2 separate regions of the Arachis hypogaea genome follow, and region 1 is linked to region 2. The links are chromatin contacts, called in public Hi-C maps. All regions are on one chromosome and are shown on one strand. The core of a region is the stretch at or near the end of the contact, and the rest is flanking DNA. Distances in the headings are between cores, read along the strand shown. Region 1 holds the start of LOC112727770 (ribonuclease II, chloroplastic/mitochondrial). Region 2 holds the start of LOC112727766.

Evidence for each region. Hi-C and Micro-C count contacts between places; a contact is called where the count stands out from the background.
Region 1: a contact with region 2 is called in a Hi-C map of leaf, with 4 times the contacts expected there. The contact joins the promoter of LOC112727770 here to the promoter of LOC112727766 in region 2. A contact is called at or near these places in 2 of 8 Hi-C or Micro-C datasets (both in leaf).

The regions. Positions count from the first base shown.
Region 1 is chr12:96,136,189-96,140,039 of arahy.Tifrunner.gnm2.J5K5, reverse strand. LOC112727770 (ribonuclease II, chloroplastic/mitochondrial) reads left to right here and starts at 1,297. Exons shown (of 14, transcript XM_025777669.3): 1 at 1,297-1,734. The coding sequence starts at 1,469.
Region 2 is chr12:95,903,524-95,907,129 of arahy.Tifrunner.gnm2.J5K5, reverse strand. LOC112727766 reads left to right here and starts at 2,329. Exons shown (of 13, transcript XM_025777665.3): 1 at 2,329-2,608.

The DNA.
Region 1 (3,851 bases), core at 48-2,547, 230 kb before region 2:
GAATACAAGTCACAACTAATTGGTTATGCAGATGTAAGATACTTGTCTGATCCATACAAAGAGAGATCTCAAACAGGATATCTGTTCACATATGGTGGTACAGCTATATCATGGAGGTTCACAAAACAGACGACTGCAGCAACATCCTCTAATCATGCTGAAATACTAGCAATACATGAAGCTAGTTGCGAGTGTTTTTGGCTCAGGAGTTTGATCCAATATATTCTGTCATCATGTAAACTAATTGATCATAAGATAGCTCCTACTGTCCTGTTTGAAGATAATACAGCATGCATTGCTTAACTTAAGGGTGGATACATCAAAGATGATAGAATAAAACATATTTCTCCCAAATTCTTCTTTACTCATGATATTCAAAATCAAGGAACAATTGATGTCTAACAGATCCACTCGAGCGATAATCTGGTAGACTTATTTATAAAGTCACTTCCAAAATCCTTCTTTGAAAAATTGGTACATCAGATTGGGATGCGCCGATTTCGAGATATTAAATGATGTCGATTGAACTTTTTTACCCTTGGTCAGGTTTTTTCCCATTGGGTTTTTCTTAACAAAGTTTTTAATGAGGCAGTTCCCATTACAAAGGATTTTGTACTCTTTTTCCTTTACTAAAGTTTTTTTTTTCCATTAGATTTTTCTTTAGTAAGGTTTTAATGAGGCATAATCCTAAATGGACATCAAGAGAGAGTGTTGTGATAAGGTTGATTATGTGGATGTCCATTCTCAAGAGAGAATGAATTTAATAACGTTGAAAATATAACATTTTGTATGTGTATAAATAGGAGGTTAAGCCTCCGTTAATAACACACACAATAGTAACAATAAAATCACTCTCTCCTTTTCATATACTGATCCTCTCTCTCTTATAAATAAGTTGCAACATATATATATATATATATATATATATATATATATATATATATATATATATATATATAAACCATCTCTATTATATTAAGATAATTATATTGGTGAATATTAATACTAAAGTTATCTATTTACGCTTCTTTATTATATATCTATTTTCTCTTTCTTATTTATTTATTTTACAATAAATACTTTTTAATATTACTTCCTCAAAAATTCAAGGACTAAAATTTAATTATAAAAATTAAATGATTAACTTTGTCTTTTTTACAATTAACAATTTTGTTAGTATAAAATAATTTTCTTGAAATTATGGGACTAAAATATAATCTAATCAGAGAAACTAAATTGTACACTAGATATCCTTGGAAATCAAAAGGAAAATATTGTTTTAGAAAAAAAAAAATTGTAGAAAAACTGAAAAAGGAAGAAGATAAATTCATAAAGGAGAAGCAACAAGCCAGCAATAGTCCAAACGCCAAGTCCATCCATTGAAGTTCTACTACATCCCCAATTGCTAAATGCTCTGAGCCTTGCTATTCTTCTCTTTTCACTCTTCTTTCACCTCTTAACCGTTATCATGGCGGTTAGAGCAGTGAACACCTGCTTCCTCTTCCGTTCATCTTCTCCTCCTCTCCGCTTCTCCTCCTCCTCCTCCTCCTGCCGCCGCACTCTCCGCTGCTGCTGCTGCTCCTCATCCCCAGCATTCGTCCCTCGGCCGCCCTCCTCCAATTATGGCGCCTGCCTTCTCCAACGCCGCTCCGTCTACACTCTCTTCGACAGCGTCATGGAAGAGCTCCGTGCCATGCGGAAACGCCGCAACAATAGAATCTCCGCTGCTTCCAAGTAAAAACCCTTGCCTCATTTTTCGCTTCTGTGTGTTTGGATTTACCTAATTATTAAGTTATGCTTAAGAGTACTGTAAATGATAAGGGAACGGTACTAGAATGGTGGTTGTCATGAAATGCGATGAATTAAATACTTGTTCAATAAACGTTTTCTTTAACGAAATGACAAAGAAATCTGAGGAGTGAAGTGGACTAGATTTTGCACTCTTAAGTCTTCATCATGTTTGGATGTGACTATATAATTGGATGAGATCATAATAAAAGTATTACTGTATTCAAATCAGATGCTGAAGACTAGAGAGTACACTATCTACTTCTTGAATTGTCTGCACCAGTATTGTGGACTTAAAAAAATAAGATAATGATCAAATGCGAATAATAGTCCCCTGACTAAGGTGGCAGCTACCAAGGGTGTATGCACCTTACATATTATTTTTATTTTTTATTTTTGGGATAAAAGAAGAATTTCATTAGGATTCGGAGAAGGATAATACAAATTGGGGATAAGAGTTCCCTTATATAAAAGCAAAGCAAAAAAAAAAGGGATTTATCTATAGAAGAGAGAATTTCATTAATGTATTGATGGAACACTACAAAGGAGTGGAGGAAAAAAGTTCCTCCAAACCAAAGGAAATACAAATAAGACCACAAACTTCAATGAACTGTAGCTTTCCAATCTTTCATCATGTCCAAGAGGGAAAGTCCTCTGTAAAACCATATGCTTTACACCATATAGATACTAAACGCCTAATTCTATCCCAAATAGCAACTTCTCTTGCGAATCTATTGTTAAAAGTGTGTAGATTGTGATTGCTTTCTAGCTAAATACTCCAAATAGTGGAATATATTGCACATTGCCACAAAAATTTAGCCTCTTTCTTTCTCCCAAAATCAGCAAACCTCATCAAAAGAAACTGATCTAGTGATGCGGGGCACACTGGGCAAACCCAAGATTCTCTAAACATTCCAAACAAAGAACTCCACAAAGAATCAGCCATAGGACAATGTAAAAACAAATGTCAGACCATTTCTGAATATCCCTAATACATTACACACATTTGGTGATATAGCCTTATGTGAATATGAGGTCTTCTGACTAGTAAATTGTTATTGGCGTTAATTCTGTTAGGCATAGCAGTCCAAATAAAGGATTTGAATTTTGACTTTAAAGGGAGCTTTAGATTTCAATATTTGTTTATCAAGGGTTGGTATAGAGATTGAAAATAAACTTTACGGGTATACTGACCCGATGAATCAAGATATCATAATCTTTTGACAGGAGTAGAAGATAAAGGGGCATTTCAAGTAGACTAAAAAGGTTACCTAATTCAATGGGCTCACCATCACTAAGATTTCTAAAGTGAAAGTTCCAAGAATAGGAAAATCCCTTATTGAATAGAAATCCCTAATAGGAATGTTATGTAAAACTGATAAGCAATAAAGACGAGGAACTAAAAGGAGCATCTCATAGCCAATAATCTACCAGAAAGAGAAAGTGAGATCCATCCCCTACTTTTGAAGAAAGAAAAGATATCAAAGTAGCATAACCATTAGAAACAAATTTCCAGGGGCTAGAGTAGCATGTGAAGCAAGATTTGCATCCATTCATTTCTGTTCAATCCATACATGCTTCTAATAACGTTATACCAAAGAGAATGTGGTCCCAAAGGAAAACGCCATTAGCCATTTTGTTGCCAAGCTAATGTTTTTTTATAGTAGATTACCAAGACCAAATCCTGCTTCTTTTTTGGTAGACAACAAATTTCCCAACTCACCAAATGATCCCATGTTAAGCCCATAGCACTAGACCAAAGGAAATCCCTCATTTTTTCCTCAATGGTTTTAGCCACTCCCTGTGGTATATGAAGCAAAGATAGGAAGTAAAGAGGGATACTTGATAAGCAAGATTGAAAAAGAGTGATCCTTCCTCCTAATGAGAAATATGCTCCTTTCCAAACACGAAGATGCTTGGAAATCTTCTTCACAACAGGATCCCAGGAAAGAGGTTGAAGTAGGGTCCCACCTAAAGGAACACCCAGATAAAACAAGAGGTCATTCCAGAATTTGACATCCAGCCAGAGATGCTATGTCTGAGAGATAAGTTGGGTCAATATT
Region 2 (3,606 bases), core at 1,080-3,579:
TAGGGTTTTTAATTTTTCAGAGGGTTGCCCTAGTGGCTAGGAGAATTGATCAAATAAAATATCATTTGATATTTAATATATATTATAAATTATAAATTATAAATTATAAATTATAAATTATGATACATTATAAAGTATAGTGTGTGCGAGGGTCCTAACTTAGTCAAATGGAAGACTCCTTTCCACATAGCATGACTTTTATTGTTTTTCAAAGGAGTTTCTCGTAGTTATTAAACTCGGTTCGATTCGGTCAATTCAATCGAAAACTTGGTTATTCGGTTATTTGGTTATTCGGTAGAAATTGGTATAATATGGTCGATTTTCAGTAAAATTGGTGACCTGATCGATTAATTTAACCCGGTTCAGATTGGGTTTTTTTAACTTAAAAATGGCGTCGTTTCAGGGTGTCCTCCCCACCCCTCTGTTGAATGAAACCCTAATCTAAATGGAACCCCCAATTAGGAGTGGCAAGCGGGAAGCCCGCCCCGCCCCGCCAGAAGCCCGCCCTTTGGCGGGCTGGCCCACCCCGCCCCGCCTACTGAGGCGGTCCCAGAATCCCAGCCCACCCTGCCTAATGGCGGGTTGGCGGGCCGGCGGGCTAAGCCCGCCAAATATCCTCTTTTTTTTTTACTATTAACTACTAAGTAATATATATAATTTCACAACCATATTAATAAATTTATAATTTCTGATGGCATAAAAAATTATATTTTTATATTCACAAACATTAAATTCTTTGTAATTATAAATATCTAATAAATATAACTATAAATCAAATTTTCATTCAAAATATAAGTATAAATATTCTCTCCAAAATAAAATAAACATAATCCAAAAATAATTATAAATATTGTCTCTAAAATAACATAAACATAATTTAAAATACTCAATTTTTATCTTCATACTCTTGTAAGTTAGGTTGGGAGAAGTTAGGTTTTGGCAAAAAAATTGCAAAAATACCCCCTCACTAAAAAAATCTTAGCCCGGCGGGGAAGCCTGCCCCGCCCCGCCCCGCCAAAGCCCGCGGTTTAAGCGGTGCGAGTTAGGCGGGCTTTTGCTATTTGGCGGTTCCGATTTTTCAGTCCGACCCGCCTTTTTTGGCGGGTTATGCGGGTCGGCCCGGCGGGTTTAGGCCCGTTTGCCACCCCTACCCCCAACCCCCAGTCTCGTCTCTCTTCTCTCTCGACAGTCCCTCACTCACGGCCTCACCCTCACCTCATCACTCTCTCGTCTCTCTCCTCACCTTGTCAGTCGTCACTCTCAGTCTCTCACAGCCTCATCTCGTCACTCTCTCGGTCTCGCACTCGTCTGAGACTGAAGGTCGTCATCATGGTCTCGTGCCCTTGCGTTCACTTTGTCGGCGGCAGAAACAGACAGAACCAGTCAAGCAGCATTTGCTCCCTTGGGTGATGGTGGTGGTCGACTTCTTGTTTCGTCGCGGTCTCGGAACCAGTCAACCAAGTGAGCTCCCTTCAAGTTTTCGACCCTGTTCTTTCTCTGGTTTAGTGTCAATTTTGGTGAAATTATTGTTGTTGAAGTTGAGCAAATTTTAATTAGAATTGTTGTTGAATCTGGTGGTTGTTGATGTTGTATTTGGTTTTTTAGAATTGCTGCTGAACCTGAGCAAATTTCTTTGTTGCTGGATAACATCATTGCTTTGAATTTTGTTGCTGGATAACAGAGTTGAATACTTGAATTGTTGAATTTATTGTTAAATTTGCTGGATAATAAAGGAAATATACTATGCAGAATCCTTGGTGGATTCTATTGCAGATGGAAACTTTTTTAGGCCTGAATATAAACTAAACTCTGAATTCTGTGGGAGTTCTGTGATTACATCTTGCACTTCATTATTAAATATTGTTCTAGTGTAAAATTTGGAATTAAGTAACATGAAAAAATTGCATTTTGAGCCTGCAACTCAGTTGGATCTAATAGGCATTCTCAAACATAAAATTAGAAGGATATTTAAATGAATTGTTTCAAGTCCTCTGTTGATATCCATAGCAAGACCAATTTTGCCTACATTTGATGGGTTGGTGTTACTTTAAAAAATTTGAATGTTTCTGAATATTTTAAAAACTAGGCTAGATCGGCCGGTCAAATTGGTTCAATCAGAAACCAACGTGTAGAATGATCCGATTCTTCTCCTAAAACCGTTGATCCTCAAACCGTTCTGAAACCGTTAAACCGGTCGGCAATAGGCCGGTTGGATTGGATTGAAAACCGACCGATTCGTGTGAAACGACGTCGTTTTCCCTATTTTTTTTTAAAAAAAACAAAAAACAAAATCCCCCCACCCGGTTAACCCCCCCCCCCCCCCCCCACACACACACCAAACACTCCCTTTGAAACAGGTAGCCCTAAGGATCCCCAGACCAAAAACCCACCTTCGTCGCCGGAACCGCCGCCGCCGTCCGTGGTTGTCGGCGTCTTCGCGGCCTCCTCCTTCCCCTTTCCCAAACGCATACGGCCAGAGCTTCTCTTCTAGCTCGGCACGTCATCCATTCCGCCGGTGGAGTCGCTGTTCGAGGCTTCCAGCTGCTGCGCCGTCATCTCGCTGTCGTGTCGCCGTCGCCTCGCCGTTGACGTCCTGCTGTAATGGAAGGTTAGTGGCACTGTGATTTCTGTTGAGTACTTGGATTATTGAATTTGAATGTCTCTGAAGTCTGAATGAGTGATTTTTGATTTTGAATGTCTCTGATTACTTGATTAGTGATTTGTATTTTGAATCTGAAATTTGTGATAACTGATAAGTGATTTGTTCTGCTGCTGTTGCCGATTTTAAATTTATGTTAGTTCTTAGTAAACTCATAACCATTGAATTGTGGCGTTTTCCCTCAAATTAATTTTGGTTCATGTGAGGTAATTGGTGTTTAGGGTACAAAGTGGAAACCTGCGACCTCCCAAGTGGAAACCTGTCTTTAAAATGACAAATATACTCAAAATGTTGTATGAGATAAGCTTACTGTTCATTTATGCAAAATCTACGTCAACTTGAATACATATATTCTACCAAGAAGCTTTGCTTTGCTTTTATTTTTATAATTTTATATATTTATTTAATTATGACCGGTCTACCGGGTGAACTAGTGACTCATCGGCTGAACCAGTGACCCGGTGACCCGATCGTATGATTGGGTTGATTACCGGTTCAGTTCTGATAACTATGGGTCTCTCACACCTTTTTTTGGGCAAATATTGGTGGGAAAGTTTGGTTACCGGCTCCTTTTTGTGACCAATAAAAATCTATTGACCCCTCAATAGATTGATAGATACTATTATTACCATGCCAATGAGTGAGATATATGTGTATATATATATATATATATATATATATAGGCAAAGATTGCAACATGTTATATCTTTTCTTTATTATTTATGGTTGTATTATGAGGCATATGTTGAGCATTTAAGCAACATGTAACCCTAATACCGTATTCCTCAAGTCAAATTAAAGTTGATTGCCTTTGACTTTGTTTTAAGGGGAAAAAAGTTGTCACAAGAAAAAACATTTTATGAATTCTTATTGTTCTTCACAATTAATATAATGATGCATGTATATTCACATCGTATAGTGTAAATGTGAGTGAAAGTTGAGATATT